Linked DNA regions of Drosophila melanogaster: region 2 is linked to region 1. Evidence: chromatin contacts called from public targeted proximity ligation data. All regions are on one chromosome and are shown on one strand. The core of a region is the stretch at or near the end of the contact, and the rest is flanking DNA. Distances in the headings are between cores, read along the strand shown.

Evidence for each region.
Region 2: a contact with region 1 is called in a targeted proximity ligation map of the Kc167 cell line, with 4 times the contacts expected there. A contact is called at or near these places in 1 of 107 Hi-C or Micro-C datasets (the Kc167 cell line) and 1 of 7 datasets of targeted methods (the Kc167 cell line).

Annotation. Positions count from the first base shown.
Region 1 is chr3R:30,055,713-30,061,175 of dm6, reverse strand. It overlaps sima (similar), which reads right to left and starts at 2,865. Exons shown (of 12, transcript NM_079845.4): 1 at 2,049-2,865. The coding sequence starts at 2,251. It overlaps CG7950, which reads right to left and starts at 4,317. Exons shown (of 2, transcript NM_170464.3): 1 at 4,142-4,317; 2 at 3,045-4,060. The coding sequence starts at 3,717. The coding sequence ends at 3,241. It overlaps Rpp14a (Ribonuclease P/MRP subunit p14 a), which reads right to left and starts at 4,317. Exons shown (of 2, transcript NM_001104507.3): 1 at 4,142-4,317; 2 at 3,045-4,036. The coding sequence starts at 4,173. The coding sequence ends at 3,733. It overlaps spn-A (spindle A), which reads left to right and starts at 5,139. Exons shown (of 1, transcript NM_170463.3): 1 at 5,139-5,463. It also overlaps Rpp14b.
Region 2 is chr3R:30,385,588-30,391,050 of dm6, reverse strand. Fer2LCH (Ferritin 2 light chain homologue) reads right to left here and starts at 3,247. Exons shown (of 4, transcript NM_080063.4): 1 at 3,130-3,247; 2 at 2,149-2,471; 3 at 1,723-1,852; 4 at 642-1,354. The coding sequence starts at 1,840. The coding sequence ends at 789. Fer1HCH (Ferritin 1 heavy chain homologue) reads left to right here and starts at 2,873. Exons shown (of 3, transcript NM_080134.4): 1 at 2,873-3,587; 2 at 4,455-4,732; 3 at 4,795-5,463. The coding sequence starts at 3,521. The coding sequence ends at 5,067.

The DNA of each region.
Region 1 (5,463 bases), core at 1,616-4,115:
AATACTTGAATACAATGCCATCCATCTTTCTCTTTCTCCCTACATATACAATATATATGTAGTAGCACCATAACACCCCCTCGGGCGTTTCCATCCTCCCCGGATCGTCACATTTTTAGTTCGATTGCGCAAAAAGTAGGTCGTCGTGGCCAGACATGAAACAACAACAACAACAACAATAACAACAGCAGGGCATATCATTTAAATATTTTACAATACACACATGCTTGTGTGTAAGCGTGTTTTACTTTTGTGCGTTTCTCTGCGTTGGTATTGAAATTTATTTATTGCCGACTTGTTTTTAAGTTTATTCATTAGCTTCTTGGCGCAGGCCTAACAGCTTATAGAAATAACGTAAATAGAAAAACAAACATGAAAAATCTTGATTCAGATTCTTTCCTCCTCCAAATTCCGCCAACCAAGTCAACTTGTAATAATTCACTTTTATTGAGGTCACACCGTAGCTGCAGTTACGATCTGTTCAAGATCGCGTGTGCTGCAATCGAAAGAGTCGACCGATAGGCAAAAGGTTAGCGATGAACAATCGGAAAAATCGATGTTCAAAATGTTTGGGAAAATGCAATAAGACAATCTAAATTGACGTATTTCACATGGTGAGACGACTTAAGTCAATTGTTTTCATGTGTCACACTGCAAAATACATTGGAACCAGTTTGGAACAAATGGGAAAGACTCGATTTGTCGGTCAATGGGTCTAATCGAAGCTAGAGCGCATTTTGAAAATGGTTATAGAACCGCTTTTCGGCTTTTCCACACTTATTTTACTGCAGTTTTACGGTAGTCACGTAGGCCAAAGCGAAACTTTGTTTCAATCCAATGTAAATGTCTTGAGTGAAACATAAACTTATCGGTTTATGGGCTTATAAAATAAATAAATTTAAGTATTCGGAGGGGCGTGGACCAAAAACGAAAATAAAACAAAGCCAACAAAACGAAACACGAGGAAAAAAAACGGGTTGATCTTGGAGCAGGGGGGGCAGCATAATCGAACAGGTTTTCCTCATTGTGTTTTGGGTTTTCGCCTCACTTAAAAATAACCCATAAGTGCGTAAGGAAAAAGAGAACAATGCACTCGTCTAAAAATAAATCGCATTCAACGGGGGGGCTTGTCTTTGTGAGCCCTTTAAGGATAAACCTTCTCAAGATAGCAACAAGTGTTTTCAGGCCTCTCTTCTTGCCGCAATGGGCACTCATTCTCCTATCGTATACCCCCTAGATATCATATTCCACAGCGGAAACCAACCATGCATATGCAAACTGAACGATTTCGGTTCGTCTCGACTTTTGTCTTTGAAAGCCTGAAGGTCGCGGGTCTCGGCCATTGGATTCGCCGTCGCCATCGATCGTATAATAATTGCCGCGAATGCAAAAATTAGTTGAACGCGTGATTAATGATTGGCTTTCCATTATATCCCAATGCCTGTTTCGTCAATTAGTGACGCCCATTGAGGGAAGTTCACAAATTCCAGCCAGGCGGGAATTGAAATTCATTAAGTGAAATGCAATTCGCTCCCGTAAGGGTTAAAAGCGCTCTTATTTTTGGCTCAAAATCAGGCAGTAAGGTTGACTCATCTATAAGATACTGATTGCATACGAAACCCATGAGGACCTCAACGAAAGAAAATCAATCAATGTTGATAATTAATTAATTAATAGAGTGGAAATATAAATTAAATGTCAAGACTGAAATGTATGTGTAAGTTAGGTGTCCAGTTTGTGAAAATAAACGAATAAACATTGTACGTAAGGGATTCCCGATTGGCACTAGATTCCATTGATGTATCAACATTCTGATTCCAGATTGTTAAAATAAACGAAATACCGCATACGCACTAGGAAATTGAGAAGAAACGCGAGAAGCGGCGGATGGCAACGAAAGCCGCGACGAGCAATAATATCGCGACGAAGAGCGGGCGAAAAAGAAAGCAGGCGCTTATGCAATGGGCAAACAAGCGATCTAGGCAGATCCAACCAACGGATGGGATTGTAGATCGGCGGTATCCGGATTGCAGATTCGTGTGACTCACCTTCTTTTCTCCTTTGGTTTGCCGCTGGCCGTGAGATTGGTTTTTGGGGCGCCAGGAGATGGGGAGCCAACGGACGAAGATGGTGGGGAGGACGAGAACGAAGAGGAACAGGAGGAGGAGGAGGCGGAGGTGTTGGTGACCACCGCTTGGGACTGCTTCTGTTTCTCGGCCGCCGCTTCGATTGTGTCAATTAATGAAACCATTGTGTCTCCGGATTTCAAAGTGCGGCAGCATTCAAAAGATCTGCCGATGTGGAGGTTCCTGTTTTCCTTATCGCGAGTTTTTCCAGCACTTTTTGAGACTCTTCGTTGTTGTTTTCTATTATTTATCGCTGTTACTTTCGTTGTTTTCCTATGTATGAAAACTATTGTGCGCTTGTATTGGTTTCTGCGTTTGTATTGTTGTCACTACGCACACACACACTCGCACACACTATAACTCTGTTTTCCTGTTAAACCGTTATTATTTAATCACTTTTACACCGTTCACCTCGATTAACTTTGTGTATATCTGATTTTTGAGCCACAAAAAACAAAACACAAGGTTATATTATTATTTCACTGCTGTTGCTGTTGTTGTCGTTGTTATTGTGGTTGTAGTCTCAACTGGCCAATTGCACTTTGCTTTTTTCGATAATTCGGATATTTTTGTTATTGCACCTTGAAGTTCTGCACCGACTTGATGTTGAATTCGCGTTTAAGCATCTCACAAACGCGATTTATCCGCAATATATGCATTTTACACTGCGCCTACAGCATTTTTCCTTTCCACACGAAATCTTAATACGCTTTTATTTTTCCGTTTTCTTTGATTGCTGCTTCGTAAACAGTGTGGCAGCAGGGTGGAAAAATACTGCCAACGAGGTGGGAGCGCTTCGAGTATATACCAGAAATACACAACATATGGAAATAACGGCCTATTGGCTACAGTGAATACAAGATACATTTACATTTTTTTATTTGTGTATTTCGCTATTTGTAAAAAAAGCGAGAATTTAATTGAGAAAACGAGTATCTTTTATTTCTGAAATAAGCACTATGCTGTTTCAACAATATCTCTGTTAATTCCAGACTATCTGGCTGATAAATGTTTCCCAGTCACGATCGATAGTGTGGGGATGGATTGAAGTTAATGACAAGTTTTATTTATTTTGTACGAAGTCACACCTAGCTCTTATCTTATGTACTCCCACCTAAGCCTTGGGCACCACTGAACTGCTATTGGGGGACACCAGCTCATCGCCGCCTCCGTTGTTGCCCACATCCGCCAGCGGATCCGCGTTCTGGCCACCAACTGAACCGGCATCCGTGTCCAAGGCCTCGCTCAAGCCATCATCGTCGTCGTCATCACCGCCAGATTTGTTGTACACGGTGGGGTACTTCTGGAAACAGTCGCGCATCTTGGTGAAGGCATCGTAGCAGTCCGATCCCTTGGGATCGGCGGTGCTGTTCTGGAAGCAGGAAAATGCCTCACGGAAATCGACGCCACAGGGACCGGTGGCCATGCCGCCGAGGCAGGGACAACTCCAGTTGATCTTGCCGTCCTTGGTGATCACGCCCTCCGGCTTTTCCGGCGGCGGCAGCTCGATGGTGCTGGGCGTGGCATGGTCCTCCTTGGTCACAAAAATCACCTTGTCCTTGCCGTACTCCTTGCAGTAAGAGAATGACATCCTGATGCGGTAATGCTAGTTAAATGCTACAAACTCCTCGGGGGATTCCTCAAAATCCAAGGGCTTTCGGGATGTGCTGAGCACCTGAAAATGGCAGGGCACCTCCTGGTAGTATCCTATTAGGGCTATAGCTACGCGAACGCGATCCAGGACGTTCTCGGGCACCCGGAGAATGGAGCGTTTTTGGCTGGAACTAAATTTCACAATTTCCAGTATGGTCTGGCCACCTATTTCGCCAAAAATACTAGCCAAGGAGCTATGGATGCAGCCACAGAAGAATACGGGCGTCAGAGTCACGGAGTCTGGATCACGGAGTTTTCTGGCGATTAAAAACGTGAATTATCTTAATTATATTTGCATGATGCACGTGCGCACGTGGGAAATACGGGGCTTTAAGGAGCGGGGCTGAGTGCCCGGAACTCACATCTTCACGTCCAGATATTGGTAACCACTCATGCTTTGGGTGCAAGTGCCAGTGCCCCTCTTTTTTTGGCGGAATCTTCGGGAAAAGTCGTCCAAAAGTTGCCGGTCAGTGTGTTTTTTTTATGTAATTACTCCCCTTTTTTGCTGTTTCTTTCTGCTTCTCAAACAGCTGTGCGCCGCCAGAGATGCCAGCTCGGCTCACAACGGACATGAGTAGTTATAAAATAGCTAAAATTATAGCCATTTATTAAAACATTTAAATTGTTATTGGAACTACTTAAATGCAATTTTATTAAAATGGTTACAAGTTTATGGGGTTTTTCCGCTTTTTAATCTCATTTAGTAGCCATCACAGAAATCATTTCAGTTCGTTGTGAATGACAAAAAAATCAGATCACAGTAAAATCAGTTAGGATTCAAATTCAAATTCTTCATGACGGTTATAATGTATATTACACTGAGTATTACAATTCGCTAGTCCTAATCATCGGACACAACCGCGACAGTCTTTTCAATGCTCTTCTCAAAGTCCAGCGATGATTTGGATGTTTCCAAGATCTCAAAATGACAGGGTATCTGCTGGTAGTGACCGATGAGCTCAATGGATATGCGGGTCATGTCGTGCAGTTGCTCTGGCACTCGAAAGATAACACGATGTTGCTGGGCGCAGAACTTCACGATCTCCAGTGTGGGTTTCTCCTCGCAGAAGAAACTGTCCAGGGCGTCAAGAACGCAGCTTCGAAACAGAGATGGGGTCAAAGCAACTGCAGTCGGATCCCGAAGTTTACTATTAAATAAATGAATATATTTACTGAATTTAATAACAACCAAGTTTATATTAATGACCGCAGAACATCATTCTACTCACAGTTTGATGTCGAAATAGTAATAGTTCGCCATGGTGATCTTGCGCGTTCCTTTTAAGCGGGATCCTCTGTAGTGATAGAGTTTTGTGCGTTCGGGGCGATTGGCAAACTGATTTTGCAGTGAATTGCGCGCCGCGCAGTCTTTGTCGAAATTCTCTCACGCAAGACGTGCAATTTAAATAACGAAACTCGAAACAACAAATAGTCAAATTTAACTTCGAAACTGTCAAATGGAGAAGCTAACGAATGTTCAGGCACAGCAGGAAGAGGAGGAGGAAGAAGGTCCACTCAGCGTGACTAAGTTAATAGTGAGTAGGCTGCGATCTCGACCAGGATTATTATGGGCATTCCCTACGATATCCTCCTCCTAGGGCGGCAGCATCACGGCCAAGGACATCAAGCTGCTCCAGCAGGCCAGTCTGCACACCGTGGAGTCGGTGGCCAATGCCACCAAGAA
Region 2 (5,463 bases), core at 1,998-4,497, 330 kb before region 1:
GAAAGTAATAAATTGATATTGAGATAGATAGATCCCACTAGATCCTAAGTGATTCCAGTCTCTGAATGGTCAAAAAGATGATTTTAAAATGGTAACGTAGTTTGCATACAATACTACGATATTTACAACATGGGTTTACATTCTCATTTATTTATTTATTTTTAGACAAGCGTTGATGGCTTGTACATAAACATATGGTTTTTAGTTGAAGGCACATTCTAAGAATATCAGAAACCACAACATTATGGAACATTACACCCGTTGTGATCGCAGAACTGAGTAGTTTCCGATACCATTTCGACTTTGTATATTTCATTGTTCCATATGATATCCAAAGTACACTGCCAGCCAGCCCGCAATCAGCAGCACTCGGAGAAAAAACGCAAACAGACGCCCCTCATTGAGGACCAGATACATTTCGACCCAAACCCAAACCTTATCAGAGAGGCAAAAATGCTGCTGTTTTACTAGTTGATAATTAGGTTCTTTGATGTGTTTATTATTTGTTCAAGCGGTAACGTACATACTAAAGATACATTTGCTGGGGCGAACTTGCTAACTTATTTATGATAACATTATCACAATCTGGTGTGCTGGTAAATCAAGGTGAATTTCGCGGTGTAAATTATTCACTTGTGGCTGCTTTGATAATGCTGCTGCTGCACTGCGATTTATTGATGAACAATCCAAGGAAACAAATTTATAAGGGAATTATGAGAGCAATTTTGAGGAGACAGTGTAGGAGCGTGTTAGAAAAAGAAGGAGGAAAAGGAGGTGGTCTCCACTCCTTACTGCTTCTGCAGATACTCGTCGAACAGGTAGACGGACAGGGATGGGTCGGGGACCTTCATCAGCTTGGCGAGGTCGTTGGCATAGCCGGACAGCTTGCGCACGCTCTCGGCCTGCTTGCCCAGGAAGTTCTCCTCGAAGTAGTGGGCCAGCTCGGGATCCCTCTCGGCGTCGGTGGCGTGGGTGGCACGGGAGTGCACGTGAGTGGCTCCGGTGGCCAGCTGCTTCTCGGTGTCCAGAGCCAGAGCCAGGGAGTGCAGTTCGTCGACCTCAAGAGTGCCGCGCTTGGTGCTCACGGAGCCGGAAGACTCGTGGCGGGTGTTGAAGTCAACGATTCCTCCGCGACGGGTCACCTGCTTGATCAGGGCAATGCTGTCCTCGAAGGAGCGGTCCGAGAGTCCCTGGTACAGCTTCTGGAAGCCGGGGCGGTTCTTCTGGTAGGAGTTGAAGTGGGTGGCCAGCAGGAGGTAGTCGTACGACTTGGCCAAGTTGGCGTTGATGTAGGACTGGATCTCGGGCTCAATATGGTCAATGCCAGCAAAACGGGCATTACAAATGGAGTTGGCTACGGGGAAAAAGCAAATAATAAAGATCACACTCTTAGAATAGGAGAGCAGAAGCACATCCAATAGTAATGACATAGTCTTAATGGTTCCTAACTAGGTAGTGCCATACTAAACAAGGCAATAGAATTTTGAATTTGTATTTGTATCTTTAAAATAATAATGTAAGGGCCGTAATGCAGTAAGAATTGGAAAGTGTTCATTTTCACGAAATCTGAGATAGTGCAGAAATACATCCAATCTATATTTCACTTACTCTTGCCTGTGAAAAAGCCCGTGAGCGCTTGTTTTTATTATTATGTTTTACAAAGATACAAAAAGCAACAACACAGATTAGCCACTCTCTCTTAGAGGCGCTCTCTTTACTCACCCGAAAAGGCTGACGTAGAGCATGCGGTGATTACAGTGTTCTGGCAATATTCATCATCCTTGGCCAAGGCAAGAGAGCCGAGGCACGCAAAGAGAGCGAGTGCAACGAAAAATTTCATGTCGACGGTTTACTGTAAATTAAAATCAAATTCGAGAGGCGAAAACAAAGGAAATTAGTTTCACAACAATTGACAATTGGAAAACAGACACTTTTGTTTTCATTTTGGGCGAGTTTTTTCGTTTTGCGTCGTAGCGTTTTCTTGAATTTTCTGTGCTCTTTTTTAACAACAAAACCACCACCAATGGAATGTTTTGGTTTTTAAATTTATATGGTGGTCGGTTTAAAAACACAGTTTCCAGAATATTATTTTCTAGTTTTCGTAACTAAACACTCACAAAGTAGTTAGTTAGTAATATTAAAACTCACTTCCAGTGCCTGTGCTTTTATTAATAATTCAATCGCTTTATGTGCTTCTTGGTGAAACTCTGAAAATCAACTGCTGTTTATAGCGTCGCGTACGTCTCTTTCTATGCGATCGATATGGCTGTGTGTGTGTGGTTTTGGAGAGCGTGCATGGGCATGTGTTGTTTTGCGCTCAGTGCGGGATTTCGGTGTCATTCAAATATGGCCGCTGCCAGTGCTGTTGTTGCTGCGCCTGCTGGAAGGTGACTCACGACAGGGTTGTCAGCGTGTGCAAAATATGGACGCTGCACTTTGGATTTCAAGTGGTTTCCTGAGAGTTTTATCAGCTAACGATGAGAATTGAAAATAAACTGCAGATAAACCATCTACCTCCTAAGATAATGTTTTAAGTTTTGATATATTGGTAATTCACAGCAGCATCGAGCTTGAGACTGTTGCTATTTACAATACATATTATTGCTGGGTTCGGAGATAATGTAGGGTTTCCCCAATCAACAAACAAATTATGTAATTTGTAAGTTTTCCCACCATGTATCCTTCTTATCAAGTGTCATTCTTGGAGCTCTGCAAGCGACACGTAAAAAAGAGCCGTCGCCATATTAGCAGTTATCAAAGTGGGTGACTGATCCCCCCTTCGAACGTGCAAATCAACTTGACAAAATGTGAATTAAATTGTCAGCAATAATTAAACCGCCTGGCAACACATGACGTGGTGCTCTCCCACGGCCAAAACAAAAACAAAGAACAGCTGATGCGCATCTCAAAAGAGCGGCCATATTGCATTTGATAAATTTACTTCTTAGTAAGTGGGGATTATCTGACTAGGAAACCCGACTTTATACAAAGTATACCCATATTGAGGACGTGTGTATCACATTGAGTGCGGCAATTATCGGGAATATTCAATTATCAGCCATTTAAACGGTTAACAAAGAACGGGCGACATGTTGAAAAGATAACAGTGCACACTCTCCCATCACTCACACACACACGAAGAAAAACCGAGAGCGCGCGCGCTTAAAAGTGTTTTGTGCGCCGTTCGGAGCGACAGTTCGCTTTCGAGTTCGCTAAAACACAACGTAGAAAGGCCTTAGCTCCACTGAAAAATCAGATTAAAGCTGTCAGCAGAAGGTACTGGAAAGCATTCGAGAAGTCGAAAATAATCCCAATCAAGCCCATCAAATTGAAGCAGGCGACGCCTTCTGCGCCAGTGTGTGTAAAGGCAGCTAGATTTTCAATTTCAACGCCTATTTAACATTGTAGCTCAACTCGAGTCGCCTCATTCTCATTTGTGCATTTCAAGCAAATCAAACTAAAGTGAAAAACAAATTTTTGTTCTGTGATTTTGTGTAAAGACTACGTTCGACGATCAAAGATGGTGAAACTAATTGCTAGCCTGCTCCTGTTGGCCGTGGTGGCCCAGGCCTATGGAGATTTCAAGTGTAAGTACTAATGTTACGTTTTATTCATCAGAATTTCAAACAAAACAAAGGCAGGTCATCGGAAAAAAAACAATAAATTTCGACGCAATACGCAAAGAGAAGCAAAACATTTGTAATGCGTTGAAAAGAGCATGCGCCGTTTCTCTTTGACGCTCTTTCACTCTCTTTCGTCAATGAAGTGAAGTTACCAAACCAGTTGATTTAAAAGTTATTGATACTTCCGTTGCGCTTTGGGGAAATGATAACCAGTTTTTATACATAAATTTTCATAATTAAATAATGCGAATTTCGCTTTCATTTCCATGAATATTGCGGTATAAATAAGCTTGACTTTTTGTTGTTACATTTCAAGGCGCTCTTTGCACACGGCTTTTACGGGCCGAGTGAGCTAGCATGGTGAACCATGCTTTTTGCACACGGCACTACACGAAAACAAATGCCGTTACTATGGCGGCGAGAGCTGCGCACGTTACCAATGCAGTTACAAAAACAGAGAGAGAGAGTGGGAGAGTAGGCCATTACAGTTTTGCACACGGTTTTTGTGCCCTAGAATAGCGGCATTTCAAGCGCAATTTCAAAGGTTTATGCAATTACGCCCTCTTAAATGCAATAACCAACAACGCCCTACCCCTCAGCCAAGCAAGAAAGCAAGAGTTTCGTGAGAGAGCTTCAAAGGGAGCGAGAAGAGCATCAACTAAAAGAAAAACAAAACCTAAGCCATGAAGGTCAAGACCAAGAGTGCAAAGGTTTTTAAAATATTAAAATTTACCTAAGTTCTGATTACAAAAATAAATTTTTTAAAGCTGAATACTAGCCATATATTGTTATCGTGGTCCCCCGACTTAACCCAACCTTATCCCATTGCAGGCTCCCTGGCTGTTCCTGAGATTACCAAGGACTGGGTGGACATGAAGGATGCCTGCATAAAGGGCATGCGCAATCAGATCCAGGAGGAGATCAACGCCTCCTACCAGTACTTGGCCATGGGCGCCTACTTCTCCCGCGACACCGTCAACCGCCCTGGATTCGCCGAGCACTTCTTCAAGGCCGCCAAGGAGGAACGTGAGCACGGATCCAAGCTGGTGGAGTACCTGTCCATGCGCGGTCAACTGACCGAGGGAGTCAGCGATCTGATCAATGTGCCGGTAAGTCGACGACTCGCCTAGAAAACCCAAAAGCCCAGCTAATCCTGGCGAATCCCCCACAGACTGTGGCCAAGCAGGAGTGGACCGATGGTGCCGCCGCCCTGTCCGACGCCCTCGACCTGGAGATCAAGGTGACCAAGTCCATCCGCAAGCTGATCCAGACCTGCGAGAACAAGCCCTACAACCACTACCACCTGGTGGACTACCTGACCGGTGTCTATCTGGAGGAGCAGCTCCACGGACAGCGCGAGCTCGCCGGCAAGCTGACCACTCTCAAGAAGATGATGGACACCAACGGCGAACTGGGCGAGTTCCTGTTCGACAAGACCCTGTAAGGAGGTGGAGATAGAGAAGGCGCAGCGCCCAGTCACGCATCAAAATTATCAGCCAGTCGAGTTATCTGTTATCTGTCAGCCCAGAGAGCCTTCCCGAGGGTCCGCTATTAAATCATCACCAGCCAAGTCGGCGACTGGCCAATAAATTATCCGTTCGACTGCGATCCTCAAACCAGCACAGCAAAATTCCACGTCTGTTCTTTCTTATCAACCACTTGTGATTTCCGTACACCTCGGGAGGGGGCTCCACATTATGCAATCGCCGAGATTTCGCCTAGGCTTAAGTGGAATCGCTCATTCGCATAGTAAGACACTCAGCACAACCCATTCAATACATCCTATATCTTTATATTTTTCTGTCAATTAGACGAGCAAGTTCTTAAATAAATAACAATA